2 separate regions of the Rattus norvegicus genome follow, and region 1 is linked to region 2. A link is a contact called in public Hi-C data. All regions are on one chromosome and are shown on one strand. The core of a region is the stretch at or near the end of the contact, and the rest is flanking DNA. Distances in the headings are between cores, read along the strand shown. Region 1 holds the start of Socs2 (suppressor of cytokine signaling 2). Region 2 overlaps LOC134479863 (death domain-containing protein CRADD-like).

The links. A called contact is a pair of places that touch in the nucleus more often than the background predicts.
Region 1: a contact with region 2 is called in a Hi-C map of psoas muscle, with 1.9 times the contacts expected there. The contact joins the promoter of Socs2 here to the enhancer-like site in region 2. A contact is called at or near these places in 5 of 12 Hi-C or Micro-C datasets (Schwann cells, kidney, liver and 2 more).

The regions. Positions count from the first base shown.
Region 1 is chr7:31,927,303-31,932,648 of GRCr8, reverse strand. Socs2 (suppressor of cytokine signaling 2) reads left to right here and starts at 2,226. Exons shown (of 2, transcript NM_058208.2): 1 at 2,226-2,586; 2 at 4,275-4,835. The coding sequence starts at 2,448. The coding sequence ends at 4,732.
Region 2 is chr7:31,773,517-31,778,233 of GRCr8, reverse strand. All of the region lies in intron 3 of LOC134479863 (death domain-containing protein CRADD-like), which reads left to right. Among named protein-coding and RNA genes, the nearest start is that of Cradd, 64 kb to the left of the region's middle. Within about 2 kb of position 1,458, at least 9 of the 93 cell types and tissues checked have an H3K27ac peak or open chromatin away from gene starts, as enhancers often do. A contact at or near this core is called in liver, where this site is marked.

The DNA of each region.
Region 1 (5,346 bases), core at 977-3,476, 150 kb before region 2:
GAGGGGACAGCCTCTGGTTCGCTCCCTGAGGTCCCCGGGACTGGTGGTCGACCTGGGCACTGGCCTGCTAGCTAGGGTTCTGTGTGTCTTAGGGAGGGAGGGACCGATTTCTGAGCCCCGCCTCTCCCCCCCCCCCACGCCGGTCCCGCACCCGGTACAGAGGAGAGGAGGGTCGCGTCTGGCAGGCGCACTAGAGTGTGGATGGCTAGCATAAAGGTCCCCTCCTCCATGGTGACTGGGGAGAAGAGGGGCTAACTGCTATTCGTAGGACCAAGGAGCTCAGCTGATGCGGACAGGGGCCAGTACTGTCCGCTTAATAGGCATTGGCTGGGGACTTCTCCTTGTCCCCCGAGGTGCAGGGTCAGAGGAGGGCGGAGTCGCAGGCTTCCACACCGCAGTCACCGGTACCCGCAACGGCTCTCAAACCGGCTCCCTTGAAGCCTGCGCATTAGCGCCGGGGCCTCTTTAAAGCGCTGGCGGGGGCTGCGGTCACGTGAGGCGGATTCCTGGAAAGTTCCTGGAAAGCGGCCTCCGCAGCGGCCGGGCGGGGCGCGAGGGGCGGGAGGCGGGGGAGCGAGGGAGGCGCGTCGGGCTGGGAAGTCGCGCGCACACTCTGCTCCGGGGACAGACGTTTAACTCTTGCCAAGTCTCGCCGCCTCTGCGGCTCGCGGGCCTTGGGCTTCTCCCCTGAAGCATGAGCCTTTCCTCCGGCAGCCGCCAACGCTGCGCGGATCGCGGACAGTGCGCGCCGGGGCTCCAGGCGCGCGGCCTCAAGATCCCTTGCGCCCGGAGCCCGGAAGCTTGCGGCAGGTACCGCTCGCGAAGCCCGAAGGTTCCGCCCGGGGGACAGTGGCCAGGGAGGGCGGCGGGGTGCGAGCACGGGAGCGGCGGACTGTCTGGGCTTCCGCAGTTTAGGACGCCCCAGGAGAGTTCAAGTCAGGGCTCTGTCCCATCCGGACTCAACTGCCTCCTCTCCCGGGTTCCTTCTCGGCGTCGGGAAATCTTCGGAGCACCCCCATTCCCCAACAACTGTTATCCAAATTTATAATCCTAATAACCTGATCTCCCGCTCCTCCCCGCCAGCCTCCGCCCTTGCTCCCCCACCCCACCCCTACTCTTTCGCCCATCTCCGCCGCAGCTGGAGGGAAACCCGGCACTGGCGAGCAGGGGTGTCAGCCTGGGGCGGAGAGGGGGGACGCTAGGCGACGATCCTTGGGATTTTTGTCTGCCTTTGGCGCAGAAAAATACGGCTGCTCCTACTGAGCGCAGAGCCGGTTGCATCCCTAGGCATCTCGTTCCACAAATAAAACGTCACTCGGGGAACTCAGACGGACACCCCTCCTCGCCCCCCGGCTCCCCCGCCCCGTGTCCGCTGGGGAGGCTGCCTGGTGCGGAGGCGGCAGTCGCCGTGGCGGAGGTAAGCCCTCAGTCCCAGTTGATGGCATAGCCCGCTGCGCTCGCTGCTGCGGGCTCAGTCCCGGCCTCATTTGGAGCTCCGGCGGGGGCTGCACGCTCAGGCCGATTCCTCGACAGCGCCCGCGTTGGCAGCTGCTGGAGCGGCGGTCCGTGTTTTGGAGCGACCGCCGCTGCGCCCCCCGTCCGTCCTCATCCGGAGCGTGCTCCGGGAAGCGGCAGGAGTGGGGGCGAGGCCGCCTGTGAGGCGGGGATGCAGCGGCTGGCGCACCGCTAGCGCACCGCAGCACCCTCGGCTGGCGACCCAGGAGCCCTGCGGCGCTTTAGGGCGTGGAACCAGGTTTTGCCGGATGCATCCTCCCCTAGGGCCCTGGGGCTGCTGGAAATGTAGGATGGAAATGCCAAGTGCAGAGAACTGCCCTGTTCTTTGTGTTTATTGTTTTTTTCCCGGCGACTTGCCCGTGACGAAGGCCTATCCGGACCCGCAGGTGACTGACTGTTTCCCAAGCTGCCTGAGTGTGATTCCTGCACACAGTTCTTGGGCGGGAAAACACCTTGTTTACTCTCATCCTGTCTCTGTCCTCACCCCTCCACTCAGGCCAACTTCAGTATCTTGGATCTCTGCCCTTTTTACCGGTCTTTCCCCCAGAGTTGGGCAGGGCGTTAGCTGGATGCTCGGGGTTAAATGGTACAGAAGCACACAGGCGGAGGAGTCCCTGGGATTTTCCACGTGTCTGTTTACCCACCCCCACCTCGGCCGTAGGGGTCCAGTCCAGACTGACCCAATCTCTGCCGCATTTGTTTCTTCACAGGCGATCTGTGGGTGACCGTGTCTGCGAGAGACTTTGCCATACCATTTTGCGGGAATTTGGAGAGAAACAACCAGCTGCTTCCAGTCCCCTCCCCCTCCGCCACCATTTCGGACACCCCGCACAGACTCGTTTTGGGGTACCCTGTGACTTCCAGGAAGCACGCGAGGTCCTTTGGCCCCAGCTCGGGCGACCACCTGTCTTGGACGTGTTGACTCATCTCCCATGACCCTGCGGTGCCTGGAGCCCTCTGGGAATGGCGCGGACAGGACACGGAGCCAGTGGGGGACAGCGGGGTCGCCGGAGGATCAGTCCCCGGAGGCGGCGCGTCTGGCGAAGGCCCTGCGTGAGCTCAGTCAAACAGGTAGGGAGCGGACTACTGGCGAAGAGTGCGAAACGGGGCGACCCTATCCCCACCCTACTCAAGGCGGTGGCGGAGAGCGCGGCTGGGACGCGGGCCCAGGTGGGGAGCACTGAAAGCGATGGAACTATGTCTCATCGCGTCCGGTCCCGGCTCTGGGGCTCGGGAACCGCAGAGAGGGATGCCCGGATCTTAGGTGACCACAGAATGAAAGTGACCGAGGCTTGGGCGAGGGCGGGGAGCGTGCTGGGCTCCTTGGAAATGCTCTCCCAGAGTGGTGGAGCCTAGGCTGCTTTCAGCCGGGACTCGGGCTCGCACCCGCGTGGGAGAAAAGCAGCCAGCGGCTCCCTTAACGCCGGGTACGCGGGCGGCCAGTGGGCTCTGCTGCCTCCTGTCTGTGCTGCGAGTGCTCCCGGGAGCAGCCGCCGATGCCTGCCGCAACCCGGGATGATGGCAGCCAAGTTCTGACTGAGACCTACAGACTGTATGGATCGCAGCTGCGGGGGTAGCCTGGTCGAGTGCAGCTTCCTGCATCTGAAAGCAAAGAAGAGAAAATTATATTTTCTCCTATTAGTTCGAAAACAATTTGGGTCTTAAAAATCTGACTTCTGAAAACTTAACTTTGAGGCAAGACAACTTTTGGTAGCAGTAGATCTTGGGAAAGAAAAAAAAAGTTCTAGTCTTTCCTTTCAGCCCTGGGCTTTCCTCAGGAAAGTTTCCCGGTAATATTTTGTGATTTTGTGTGTGTGTGTGGGGGGGATGTGTGTGGGGGAGAGCTGTCGGTTGAAATAGGGGGCACTTTGTTCAAAGTTATTAAACGAAGTATCTTGAGTTATTTTTGTAAGTGAAATGCAGAACATAGTCAAGACGGATCAAATGGAGATTTCAGAGGACAGGGGTTATAATACAGTTTGAACCAGGGCAAAGTCCAAAAGAATATAGTGAAGACTGTAAACTAAGAGCACCAGGGCTTGGTCTTCCCCAGAAACTTAGGTAGTTGTAATCAAGCAGTCCACAGTAGTGCCTTCTAGGGCTTCGAACAGAGGCTAAACATTACAATTTTTTCGGGGGTCGGGTCAGGGGGCTACTGGTCAGTCAAAAAAGTTGCTTTTTTTTTTTTAATTATGACTGTTAATGAGTTCTCCACTTTCTCCCCTAACTTCTAATTTAGTTCTAATTTACTTAGGTTTTTGTCTCAGTTAAACTGTACTGAAATTATCTCTCTTTTTTCTCAGCCAATATGTCTGTCATATCGCACAAGTTACTTTGGCTCAGAAGAAAACTGTAACATAATTTAAAGAAAAGCTACAGAAAAATCATTTAAAAAGAAAAAAATGGTTTACTGTTGTGCCTAGGATGGACTTAAGTTTTTATTAAATAAAAAAAGATTCGTGGTAGGCCTTGGCATAAACTTTCACTCACAGGCTTTAAAAAAAAAAAAAGGTATAACAAGGGAAATTAGTTGAGCATGGTGGTGCAGGCCTTTACATCCCAGGACTTGGGAGATGAATGCCAAGATTATCCTTGGCTACAAAGTAAAACTGAGGCCAGCCTGTGCCACAGGAGGCCCCGGTCTCAAACCAAACAACTAGGAAAACGACTGCCAAGTACAGGCCCTATTCTAAAAATTCTCATAATAACTATTTCGCTTTCTCTTCTTTTTCTTTTTTGAATGAAAACAAAAACCCCAGGATGGTACTGGGGAAGTATGACTGTTAATGAAGCCAAAGAGAAATTAAAAGAGGCGCCAGAAGGAACTTTCTTGATTAGAGATAGCTCCCACTCAGACTACCTATTAACCATATCTGTTAAGACATCAGCCGGGCCGACTAACCTGCGGATTGAGTACCAAGACGGGAAATTCAGATTGGATTCTATCATATGTGTCAAGTCCAAGCTTAAGCAGTTTGACAGCGTGGTTCATCTGATTGACTACTACGTTCAGATGTGCAAGGACAAACGGACAGGCCCTGAAGCCCCCCGGAATGGGACTGTTCACCTTTACCTGACCAAACCTCTGTATACATCAGCACCGACGCTGCAGCACTTCTGCCGACTCAGCATTAACAAGTGTACCGGTACCATCCGGGGACTACCTTTACCAACAAGACTGAAAGATTACTTGGAAGAGTATAAATTCCAGGTATAAGTATTTCTCTCTCTCTCTCTCTCTTTTTTTTTTTTTTAAATGAATGCCTCATATAGAGTATCACCGAATGCAGCTATGTAAAAGAGAAAACCCGGAGGCCCTCCTCTGGGTAACCATGCAGAATTCTTTCTCAAGCAAGGTTGAGCTCAGTCTAATTTAAAGGTGTGAAGACGTAGCTAGGTATTTTTAAAGTCCCCCTTAGGCAGTTTCAGCCGATTGATGCTTTCTTTCCTATGGCTGTTCAAGACCAAATTGGCCCCTTTTAAATGGAAAGCAAGATGTCCCAAGGGAAGGCAAGAGAATAACCCTGTCAGAACTACTTACTTGCCTTTTTTTTTTTTTTTTTTTTTTGGTTCTTTTTTTCGGAGCTGGGGACCGAACCCAGGGCCTTGCGCTTCCTAGGTAAGCGCTCTACCACTGAGCTAAATCCCCAGCCCCCCCCTTTTTTTTTAACCCCACCCTGGGTGCCTGTGCACTGGGTCAGAAGTCCAAGCACCATAGGAGAGAAAGACTTCCATGTGGATAAGGAGGGAGGAAAAGACCCTGGCTGACCCAGGCTCCAGCTCCATTTCTCGGTGCCTGGTGGTCAGTCTGTGCTAGAACAAGTTATAGTT
Region 2 (4,717 bases), core at 209-2,708:
CCTGAACATACACTACCTGACCATACAGTACCTGAACATACACATTTATGGAATAGACATAATAGTATTAAAAACAATTGTCTTAAAAACAATGCTTTGCATGTAAACCCTGATTTCAGCCTTGGAGAATTTTTTAATGTACTAAATACAATTACTCTAGAATTCAATTTTCAGTGAGAAAACCAGGTCTCCCGACGTCACTGTCATCGGTGCACTAGCAGCTTCCTGTTTGTGGGGCATGGGAAGGCCTCGTCATCTCTTAGAGATCAGAGTGCCTCTTAACATCTCATTAGGCTTGTTTTTATGTCCCAATTTACCGTTTACAAAATTTCATCACGATTGCTATATAAATCCTATTGTTTCCTTTCAGAAAATGCTGTGTGTGTGTGAGTGTGTGTGTGTGTGTGTGTGTGTGTGTGTGTGTGTGTGTGTGTTTCAGGCAAGCATTTTTACTGCGGAGTCAAGAAATAATTAGCTACATATTCACATGAAAACAGAAAAATTGGGTTTCTCTTGAACTCGTCTTGTTTCGAAAGAGAGATGTTTGACTCTTTCCTTCTGCTGAAAAGGTAAACTGTAAACTGCAGGGAACGTCATAGAAACATGGTTTTGGCAGGAACTTAAATGTACAGTCTGACAGACTGGAGGCATCTGACAGAATCAATCTCTCTCTCTCTCTCTCTCTCTCTCTCTCTCTCTCTCCCTCCCTCCCTCCCTCCCTCCCTGCCTCCCTCCCTCCCTCCCTCAGAGGTTCTGCTGGAGGCTTCCCTGATGATTCTCTGAAACAGGAAGCAATACTTGATTTTTGTTGTTGTTGTTGTTGTTGTTGTGGGTTTTTTTTCTTTGTTTTGGGCTTTCTGTTTTATAGAATGAAAAACCTTAGCAAAAAGAAGTCTTCTCTATTGTATACTTAAAAAACTAACTTTTTTAAGCCCAAGAACTCATGGTATTCCAGAATTTATTTTCAAGTTACATACTTGATATTAAGAATATATTTTCTCAAAGAAATAAAGCTGTCTATAAAGTATCTTGGATTTTCAACAAACCCAAAGCTCAGAGAAGTTAAATCTGAGTAAACACAGGACTCCAGTTTTGCATCCAGTCCTTCGTTGGACCTGGGATGTGCACATGCGATTCCAGCTCTGGGGAGATTAAGGAAGGAGGACTGCCGAGTTCAAGGCCAGCCTGGGCTACGGTGGGTTTTAAAACAACAGACAAAACGGACTCTGCTGCATTCGAACGGTGTCTTTAAAGGATAGTGCTTGTGTATAGCAGTTGCTCCACGGCCTTGAGACGGGGTCTGGAGGCGTCTGTAATCAAACACGTTGGTATTTCTGCAGCCACTGATGAATATTCACACACAGTGGCAGACATACAAACTATAAATAACCTCCTGTGAGCTCAGGTCAGCTTTTGTCAGCAAGCAAACCCGGGCCCGGGGAGTTCAGCCCAGGTCAGGCCTTGCTGCCAAATGAGTTATGAAGAAACGCTCGGCTTTAGAGCACTGGGAGTTAAGATCAGCACATCCCTCCTGAGCCGAGCTTTCCTTTTCTAACAGGAAGAACTGCACGAGTACGACACGTCTTGGCCATGGCAGAATGTCATTTCATGGTATAATATATCTAATGCCAAAGAATCAGCCTTGAACACATACATTATATGAACCCAGCACGTTACATACATGCCTGCCTTTATTTATTTATTTACTTACTTATTTATTTTGTGTTTTTGAGACAGGGTTTCTCTGTGTAGCCCTGGCTGTCCTGGAACTTGCTCTGTAGACCAGGCCGGCCTTGAAGTCAGAGATCCTCTTGCCTCTGGGTCCTGAGTGCTGGGATTAAAGGTGTGCACCACTGTGCACAGCAACCTATTATGTTCGTATATTTAGGGACGTATACACACACACACCCCACCATCACCACCAATTAAAGAAAGAGAGGCCATGGATTTGAAAGAGAGCGAGGTGGGGGGCACATGGGAAGGTTTGGAGGGAGGAAAGGGAAGGGAGAATCATGTCACTTTTAATAATCTCAAAAAAGAATAAACAAATTATTAGAAGCCCACGATTCCCATGCAGGAAACCATTGATCTTTTGTCGCAGTTCAGTGGGAGTGAAAGGCCTTCCAGTAACCACCAGGCTGGTGCTGGTTGGAGTGTGGGGTGGGAGCCATGGTCTGGGAAGTGTTGAGGGAACAGGGGAGAGAGCAGGGCCAGGGACTGACTTTCCTCCTACTCCCTTCCTCGCTTTGCTTCTCCTCTCCGTTCTTCCTTCCATACCTGGCTTTGAGAAGCAGCTAAGCCAAGGTCTCAGGCTCAGCAGTCCTTTTCTCTGTGTGCAGAATGTCAGATGGTTTGCTTAAGTGGTAGACTGGAAAACGTTGTGTATGTGTGTGTGTGTGTGTGTGTGTGTGTGTGTGTGTACTCGCGCGCATGCACGCTCATGTGCACACATGCACTTGCTTGTACTTCCCAGGATACTTGAGAAGATTGTGAGCGTTTTGATGAAAGTCAAGAACTGTTTAGTCAATAGCAGTGCTCTTCCTCATCGACCCCGCCCTCTTCCTCATCGACCCCGCCCCCTTCCTCATCGACCCCGCCCTCTTCCTCATCGACCCCGCCCTCTCCCTCATCGACCCCGCCCTCTCCCTCATCGACCCCGCCCACGGCCCTGAAACTTTACTCAGCCTCCTGGTACTGTGAGATTCAGGAACTCGGGCCGGAGTACAGATACAGTATAGCGTAGGTTGATAGGACGGGAAAGAGAGAAGGTCCTCAGACGGTGAGAACAACAGCTGTGCTGGGGTGACGGGAAGTGATGCGCAAAGGTCTGAAGGATCCAGAGTGTGGGTTGTTGTATCTCACCTAATCACGGGCTCTGGCCTTCTGCCTTCCATAAACCATATTATTAAGAAGTTTCTGGGAAAAAAATCATTTTCAATCTCCCTTGCAGTTTGGGTAAAACTAGATGTTTTGGGGACTTAACTTGAAATGGTTGTCACCATGAAGGCCGGTGTAGGGTGTGGTAAGAATAAGTCTACTGGAAACCACTAAAAGTTGCACAGTGATTTCCCAGCGTTATCGTGGGTCCTGTTGGTGGCACGCCGGGTATTTACCTTAACTCCACGAATTCTCTCAATAACATTAAGTGCTTAATGTGTGCTAGTCGATGTTCTGGGGATATGATTGTTAACGAACGGCATAGACAAGATCCCGTTGTCATGGAAACATCGAAGAGTAGTTTGTTCAGAAACATCAAGATCAGGATGGGTGAGTGGGTGGGGGCTCCTGATATGGGTGGTTAGAAATCTGTCTGAGGAGGTGACAATGAGGTCGGCTCTATCTGCAGAGGAGCAGAGTTAGCCTTGTAAGGCCAGCAAGGCCAGAGGATGAGGAGGAACCTGACGTGCTGGACCCTCGTGAGTAGGCGGGTGAGGGCCAGGACGGACATGCCAAGCTTTGCCAGCCTTGGACAGGAGTGTGGGTTTTACCCCCAGAACACGAAGCTCCTAAGGCTTTTCGTCTGGGGAGAAAGGCAATCGGCATGAGTCTACTTTGTCTCTCCAGCGGATTCCTGCAGTGTTAAAAAAAACCTGGCGGGGAGCAAGGCTAGTCCAGTGACACGTTTGCTTTTAACTCAAATGCGAATAATTTGAAGTCACTGTCCCTCTTCTTCTTTGTTAAGTTTTTCACTCGAATACTATTTACTGTCATTGTTAGTGTCCCTTGTAGGTCAAAGGACACGTGAGCAGTCATCTCTGGAACACTGGTCAGCCTCCCTGCTCTGTCTGTTTGGGCCTTCTCCTTCCCTCTTTTCTTCTCTCTTACAGACTTTGTCTGTCTGCCTTCCAACACCTGCGGCCAGCAGTCAGTGAGCTTTTACCCCTGGCCCTCACTTTGCTCCCCAGTATTGGGATCAGGATACCTTTTTATGCACATGTATTGCACGACTTCTAGGGGCATCCTTTCTCCCATGCACTGCTTTGCTCTATAAAACTCGGTTCACTGTAACAAACACAGAAAGCCCCTGTGCCTTCGAGGCGCTCATGTTTCCTTACAGGAGTGGATAAATCCACTGGAGCAAAGTCTGCCGGACATCTGTGGTGAACTCGACAAACATCGTTCTCTTTTCCAAGCAGCATACCGTCTTAAGGAGTCCATTTAAGCCTCCAGAGTGCATTGGTACCTTAGAACCTTTATAAAATAGGAAACGCATTGCAGACGGAGAACTGGGATACAAATGTGACTTCCTAACCCGAGATCCAGCCCCCGTGCCGGCCATTTACTTCGGGGATACAGAAGCACGGTCAGCGTTGTAGTCAACCAAGTCAGGGTTCAGTCTCATGAACAGAAATGACCTGAAACTTTGTACTGTGGGCAAGGCGGAGAATAACCTGTCCGAGTCAGCTGAGGGAGGGGTCATGTGAGTCCCTACAGAGTGTAGCTTTGCTGTACTTATTATTTACCAGGAATTAGTCACAGACTCTGCAAAGTTAGAAGTTAATACGCTGTGAATGAGTTTTTGCAGATAGAAAAGGTAATCTTAGTATTTATGGATTTGTTTTTGTCCTACTGAATACTAATCAGGCCTAGAAACAATTTAGACTTATATTCTAACAGGCTCTTTAAAAAAATATTTTTAATGTTTGTGTGTGTGTGTGCGCGCGCATATGTGTGTGCCAGCAACAAAGAAGCTAGAGAGAGGTCCCACCCCTTAGAA